2 separate regions of the Sus scrofa genome follow, and region 1 is linked to region 2. The links are chromatin contacts, called in public promoter capture Hi-C maps. All regions are on one chromosome and are shown on one strand. Each heading gives the region's core, a stretch centred on a gene start, on an enhancer-like site or on the middle of the called end of the contact. The rest is flanking DNA. Distances are from core to core; before and after follow the strand shown. Region 1 overlaps DIAPH1 (diaphanous related formin 1). Region 2 holds the start of LOC100521256 (probable histidine--tRNA ligase, mitochondrial).

What was found. Promoter capture Hi-C pulls out the DNA fragments that hold promoters and counts their contacts.
Region 1: a contact with region 2 is called in a promoter capture Hi-C map of liver, with 13 times the contacts expected there. The contact joins the enhancer-like site here to the promoter of LOC100521256 in region 2. A contact is called at or near these places in 2 of 5 promoter capture datasets (fetal liver and liver), 5 of 47 Hi-C or Micro-C datasets (embryonic fibroblasts, liver, psoas muscle and 1 more) and 2 of 2 datasets of contacts at active chromatin or transcription factors (alveolar macrophages and skeletal muscle).

The regions. Positions count from the first base shown.
Region 1 is chr2:143,209,685-143,212,822 of Sscrofa11.1, forward strand. The region is part of intron 17 of DIAPH1 (diaphanous related formin 1); the gene reads right to left. Among named protein-coding and RNA genes, the nearest start is that of DIAPH1, 60 kb to the right of the region's middle. Within about 2 kb of position 1,492, at least 68 of the 83 cell types and tissues checked have an H3K27ac peak or open chromatin away from gene starts, as enhancers often do. A contact at or near this core is called in alveolar macrophages, fetal liver, liver and 1 more, where this site is marked.
Region 2 is chr2:142,398,957-142,402,607 of Sscrofa11.1, forward strand. It overlaps LOC100521256 (probable histidine--tRNA ligase, mitochondrial), which reads left to right and starts at 2,323. Exons shown (of 12, transcript XM_013995242.2): 1 at 2,323-2,627. The coding sequence starts at 2,520. It overlaps HARS (histidine--tRNA ligase, cytoplasmic), which reads right to left and starts at 2,276. Exons shown (of 12, transcript XM_021084891.1): 1 at 2,091-2,276; 2 at 1,722-1,811. The coding sequence starts at 2,180.

The DNA of each region.
Region 1 (3,138 bases), core at 242-2,741, 810 kb after region 2:
TTTCTACTTTGTATTTCTCACAGCTGTAATGTTCATGGAGGAAAAATGCAGCATCTCAAAGGCATTTGGAGGTACACACCACAGCAGGTGCGTGTGTGTGTGCGCGCGCGCGCGCGGCTAGAGAAACAGCATGCCAGTTACCCAAAGGGAATCAGATCCCCATCACTGACCTTTTGGCCAAAACAAAGAGCTGTGTGCTGAACCCCACAGACGTGGGCCGGCAGGGGTGCAGCTGTAAGGAAGGACAGAGCAAACTGGCCGAAAGGGAGAAGGAAACCTGCAAGTCAGGAATCCCAAAGAACGAGGTGCTGCGAGTCCACACAAGGGGCCAAACTGGAGTGGGAAGGGTGGCAGACACGCACCCATATTCTGAATCGGGCACTTCACAGGCATCCTACCATTCAGACAATACGGCCATTGAAGCTCCGCCGGGACGCTTCCCAGCACACCCAGGAGAGTGACTCAGCAAGGGCGTGTGGACGGAGGGCTAGAAAGACGGGCTCTGCCCTGAGCGAGTCAGCAAAAGGCTGAGACAGGTTTAGGGAGCAGGAGGGTGAAAGGGGCAGAGAAAAGGCATCGAAATGAGGCGCTGAAAGCCTTTCCTCTCCTTCGAAAAATGAAGCAGGATCTAAGTAAGGGGTTGACATACTTTTAGCTTCTTTTCATCCATGTGTCCCCTTCCATCTCCTTTTATACCTCGAGATTTCTTTGTGGAAGAAATAAATCAGGACACTGGTCCTTGGCGAAAAGCAAAGGGCACTGGCCCCGTGCCAGGACAGCCCCCGGCAGTGGGCCTATCGGGTTTTCCTGAACCTTCCTGCCTTCCTGCCATGACCTTCAGTAATGCTGGGCTCTGAGCTCAACAGATCTGGGGTCAGGTCTTGGCTTGGTATTTACTTGCTATGAGATCTCAACAGGCAAAGTTCAGGTTTACACTATACTTCATATTTGTCACAAGATGAAGATGGTACCTTTTAGGCATCATTTTCCTCCTTAGAAAGAACAGGTGATGAGCCTCTGTCACAGACATGAAACGGGTACTCTTGGATAAAATGGAATGAGACAACAAAATACCTTCATCTTTTTTTTAGGTGCTGGGAGCAGTTTTAATCCCTGCTCAGCCTCACCCCCGCCTGCCTACCTAAATATGGAGTAAACTGCGGATTTCCAAGCCATTCTCTGCAGCAAAGGATGCCAGAAATCCCCCCCCCCCCCCGTTTCATCCTGGGTACTGGGAGGGGCGGAGCGGGGTAAGAGCACCACAAACAGCACAGACGGAAAACACCCAGCCCCCCCCCCCCCCCCCCGCCCCCGCTCCGCGTCTGCAGATGCAGCTGCTGGTTTTCGTCACACTGCTGTTTTTTTCCCTTCTTTGTTCCCGAGGAGGAAGCCAGGAAAGGGTGGGGAAGGAGGGGGGAGAAGGGGTGGGGTGAGGGCGGGACGTCATCGCTGTTACAGCAAGTCACCTGACAGTCCGCTCCAATCCCTGGGCTCTGACCTCACAAACTGGAACCTGAGCCAAAATAGCTCAACTGCGCTCGCCCCGTGGCTGCAAAGTGAAATGCAGGCAGAACGGGAGCAGAGCAGCAAAGGGGGGACATAGTTCTCGGAAGGATTCCAGTTGTTTTCCTTGCAAAAAGGAAATTTAAACACAGACAGAATGACAGGCAAGGGCGTGTCCTATCCTCTCATCTAACAGATCCCAAAGAAAAAGCACTGACTTTTGCAACAGAGATGGGACTGGTGCGGGATCAGGACTACCTCTGTATCGTCCTGGGGGCACAGGTTACCCAGGCCCTTTTGCTGTGTAACTGAGGTTCTCTTACCCCAGGAGCTGAGGGAAGAACAAAAGCTTTTTAAATTGTGATCGATTTTTCAGAGGGAAGTGGCTTGGACCAATAGGGAGGGCGAGGGAAAGGATGCCGTTTCCTGCTCTGCAGAACTGGGGGTTAGCACTCTGCCTTGCGCACAAATTAATTAGGTCCGAATACTTCGAGAAAGCCCCTTTTCAAGCATCCTCGACACCAGCAAATTTCCTTCTTACCCCTTCTGTCTTTGCCATTATAAAGAGAAGATGGTCACAGCACAGAAGGGCTGAAGGAAAAGCAATCTAGCACCCTAACGAAAATCTGCTACAGTATTCCAGAATAGTCCCCTCCAGGCTTTTACGTCGGCAGTTTTTTCCGCAAAGCACAACGGCAGTGAGGGTTGCATACAACCATTTCCAGCTCTCCTCCCCTAAGACTGAATCATGAGCTTTCTTCCACGTTGCTCTGAAGGTGATGGAGAGTCTTAAGACGGGACAGGGTACGAAGTTCTCCAGCAACCATCTCCAGGACACAGACTGAGTGGGAAAAGCAAGGAAAACACGGGGTGAGGGACCCCTTCCCTTTGAAGACCACAGTCTTTTATGGGTGGTGTCCCAGCGCCAGCGGCTGACATCTGCAAGGCCCCTCAGCGGCAACGGTCAGGTCTCTCCTGCCCACACCATGTGGGCTGTAAGCTCTGCGCCAAGTGCGGGACATTCGGGGTGGGTGAGCAACCAGCTGGTCAGTCACTACACGAGGGAGTCTGCAGCGCGCGCAGGGAGAGCCAGAGGCCACGCGTGCTCTAAGACGCGGTCTGATCAAAAGGCTCCCTGCAGGGGCTGTGCCCCCAAACGAAGGCTACTTCACTACCATACAGATTGCTGTTTGATCCTAGGGTTCACTGCAAAAGTGACAACTAAACATTTTAATTTGGATTTTTTTTTTTTTAATGAGAAAGACCTCCAGGCCCTGTAGGAAAACCCCCCAGGATGTAACAGCGAGGTAAACCACAGCACAGACAGCACGTGGCCTTTCGGCAAGGGGGGGGAGAGAATCTGCGTTAGCATTTGCTAGGATTGTGTTTTCCAAAAACAGTGAGATAAATAACAATAGTGACTTCTAGAAGAGAGGGAGGGGTGGTTGGGTGGATGAATGGATGGCTGGGAATGAGACCTTGTTTTCTTATCATCTTGACTTCTAAATCACCTGTTACCTACAGAGAGAAACAGATAATAGAGAAGCAGAAAGAAAAGCCCCCGAGGAAACAGCAACATTCTGTAGTGGAGACACCCCCCCTCTGCTCCCTGAAAACTAGCCCGTCTACCCCCTC
Region 2 (3,651 bases), core at 1,073-3,572:
TGCCTTTTCTTGGGCCACTCCCGGGGCATATGGAGGTTCCCAGGCTAGGGGTCTAATTGGATCTGTAGCCACTCCACTGGCCTACACCACAGCTCACGGCAATGCCAGATCCTTAACCCACCGAGCAAGGTCAGGGATGGAACCTGCAACCTCATGGTTCCTAGGCAGATTCATTAACCACTGCGCCACGATGGGAACTCCTGCTTTCCTTTTTTTTAAAAAAGAATTCCTTCATTTGTTGAAGAAATGAGCCATTTTTTCCTAAAGAATTTTTCCCATTCTAGTTTTGGTTAACTGTATACTCAATGTTTTAATTTAACATTTTCATGTATTTCCAGTAAAGTGGTAGTTAGGTGTGAAGAATGATTCAGTATAATTCTTGGCAAGAACACTTCATAGGTGGTGCTGTGCAATTCTTATTGCATTACATCAGGAGGCCCACAATAATATCTCGTCCTACTTTTAGTGATGCTAAGATGGACTGATGAGTTTAGGTGAGGCCAGCCTGATCTATCATAAATTCCCATTCATCTTTCCTCCCAATAGTTTGAATAACTATTGATGACCACTGCCCGGAGGTTTTAACACTGTCTCTTTAACCTCTGAAATGACTTATATGTAGAAAGGAAGAGCTCAATGAATGTAGGAGCCCAAAGAATTAATCTTAAAATGGGGCATCTCAAGACAAGGAAGACAGATCATCTGACCTCTCCTTTGGAATTCAGTTTCACACACTTTCATTGAATAGCTACTCAATTCCAATCTCAGCCTCTCAGGCTAAGTAAACCATGTGAATAATGAAAAGGCAGCAATAAATGTGGTAACGGAGGTATATTTGTCAAGTGCCGAGGGAACCCAGATGAAGGGTAAATAGTTCAGTTTATAGAACTTATAGAAGTAGCATCTGAACTGACATCATGGATGCTGAGCTAAGACTCTCCAACTTTATTTCACTCTCTATCTTCATTTCTACTTCTCCATCTGGTTCTAGCCATGAGGTCTTTTTATAGTTCCTGGAAACTACAAAGTTTCATTCTCGCTTCAGGACTTCCATTCCCTGGAGTCCCCTGTGGCACAGCAGGCCAAGCATCTGGCTTGTCACTGCAGTGGCCCAGGTGGCTGCTGTGGTGTGGGTTCAATTCTTGGCCAGGTAACTTACACATTGATGCAGGCAAGCCCCCCCCCCCCAAAAAAGGATTTCCACTCCCTATCTGGACCTATCTTCTTCTGACTCTTCATCTATCTCCCACTCATCTTTTAGGTCAGCTAGTCTATCACTTTTTTAGGGAGGCTTTCTCAGATTCCCCACTTGTCCCTTATTTTTCTCAGAGCACTTTGTTATTTCTTTACATCACTTAACCAAGTTGTAGTTACATATCTATGTGTGGGATCATATCTCCTAGGTCTGTTTGCTTCAGTAGAATGTGAGCTGAGGGGTGGCTATGTTGTTTACCATGGTACACTCACCTTGTGTAGCGATCACTCAAAAAATATTTACTGAATCAAAAAGGAGTAGCAGTAGCAGGTAGACGCCCCTAAATACTTAGCTGGCCTAGTTTCTGCCATCACTTTGCCATCCCAGAATGACTCAGGTAGAGTCCAGCCCAGCCTGGCACTCAGAGTAACTGTTGTTTCCTCTGCAGCATTTCAGATCCTCCTCAATGACCCGGTTCAGGGAAGCAGGCACCCTCTCAGAGGCTCCTTAAAGATATGATACTCACCTTGGGAGTTTTGAGCACAAACTTATGTTTCCCTTCATCAGGGCCGAGCTGTGCCTTCAGTTTCAGTAGTTTTGCCACCTCCTCCTCGATCTGTGGAGGGAAAGCAGGCGCTGGGCTGTATCACATCCACTCCTTCCCTTCCCCGCCATTCATTCAGTATCTCTCGCTCATCGAGAAGTGCGGCAGATCTGTCTCCCAGGCCCATCCTTCCTTCTCTTGGGTCCTATCGCAGCTACCTCCCCACCGAGCCCATCCTCCTCCCTACCAGTCCGGTCCCTGCTTCCATATCTTCAGCCTCTGTGCAGCCCACCCACGTTCTATGTCCTCCCTGGCCTTGCCTTGTTCCCTCCCCTGCCGCCTGGGTCGCACCTGCTCAGTGCTGGCCTTCTGCTGCTTAAGGCCCCGCACGCGCTCTCCCTGAAGTCGCACCAGTTCCTCCAGCGTCTCACGCCCTGCCATACTGGCTGCCAGCCGGAGCTGATTGCTGTCCAGATCGGCTGTGGCGGCCACAGCCTCAGCTCGGACGACTTCCGGCTACCGAGTCGCGGGCTCACATGCCTAGAGAGCCACCACCCAGGACAACAATCACTTCCGGCTCCTACCGGAAGTGTAAATGCTGGGAGGGAGCCGGAAAGGACCCAAGCCACCTTGCGGGATTTAGATGGTGTAGAAGCGCTTATTTCTTCTGTAGAGTCTGGGCTTCACCTCTACCGCGCCCTGTACCCTTCCTGGGGTCTTTTTTGCCTCCTTCCTAGGTCCTTTGCCTCCTGTCCCGGAAAGCCGTCTCACTGCCTCACGATGCCCCAGCTCGGATTCCTGCATGGAAGGGCCTGGGCTGCGCTGCTTGGCCAGCTCCGGCGGCCGCCCGGTGCCGTATGCATTGGGGCGGTCCGTTCTCATAGCCAGGTGAGCCAGACTGAGCTAGCTCTGGTCTGTCGGGGCAGGATTTCCAGGTCTGAAAGCATGGGCTCGCGGCCTGCACTCCCGCACTGTCACAGTCGGTTTTTATTGCGTGCCCACCAAGTGCCGACACAGAGCCTTTTAGGATGCTCTGTCATTAATCATAGCCATCTTGAGAGGTTGGGGTTATTATTTCTACTTTATAGTTGAGGAAATGAAGGCTGCCAGGTTAAATGACTTACCTATGGCTGCATAGTGAGGGAACATTTTAATGTAGATTCATAATCCCTTTCAGAACCTTTTGGCGTCTAGCACATAAACAAACTTTAAGCAAAATATATGAACGTTCCACTGAGGTGACTAATGACCCTAAATAGACTGAATTCACATTAGAATTTACGTCAAAATGAGACTCCTTCATATCCCCCCCACTCCGATTTTTAGTTTTCAGAGATTTTGACTTGTAGAGGAGGGAATGTGGACTTCAACTGCCATCCTTTGAAGGACAGAACCTGCCAAAGTATAGAACTACTCCACCGTCTATATCTGGAAATAAACAGAATCAGTGATTTTGTTGTACCTTGGGAAAAAGTCTTCTAGGAAGACTGGTCCAAGCCTAAGGACCATTACTACCTTATTAAAAATTCTTTTTTTTTTTTGAATTTTTTATTTTGTTTTTTTTTTAGGGATGCCCCTGTGGCATATGGAGGTTCCCAGGCTAGGGGACAAATTGGAGCTGTAGCTGCTGGCCTACGCCACAGCCATAGCAATGCAGGATCCAAGCCAAAACTTTGACCTACTCCACAGTTCATGGCAACACTGGATCCTTAACCCACTGAGCAAGGCCAGGGATGGAACCTGTGTCCACATGGATGCTAGTTGGATTCATTTCCACTGAGCCACGAGGGGAACTCCTTAAAAATTCTTACTTTCACTCTTTGAGTAGGAGCCGAGAACTGGGGATTGTGCTAATCCCTACTTCTAGATGGTTGGTAATGATAATGCCGGGTTGCTTTGTGCCTTCCTTGTT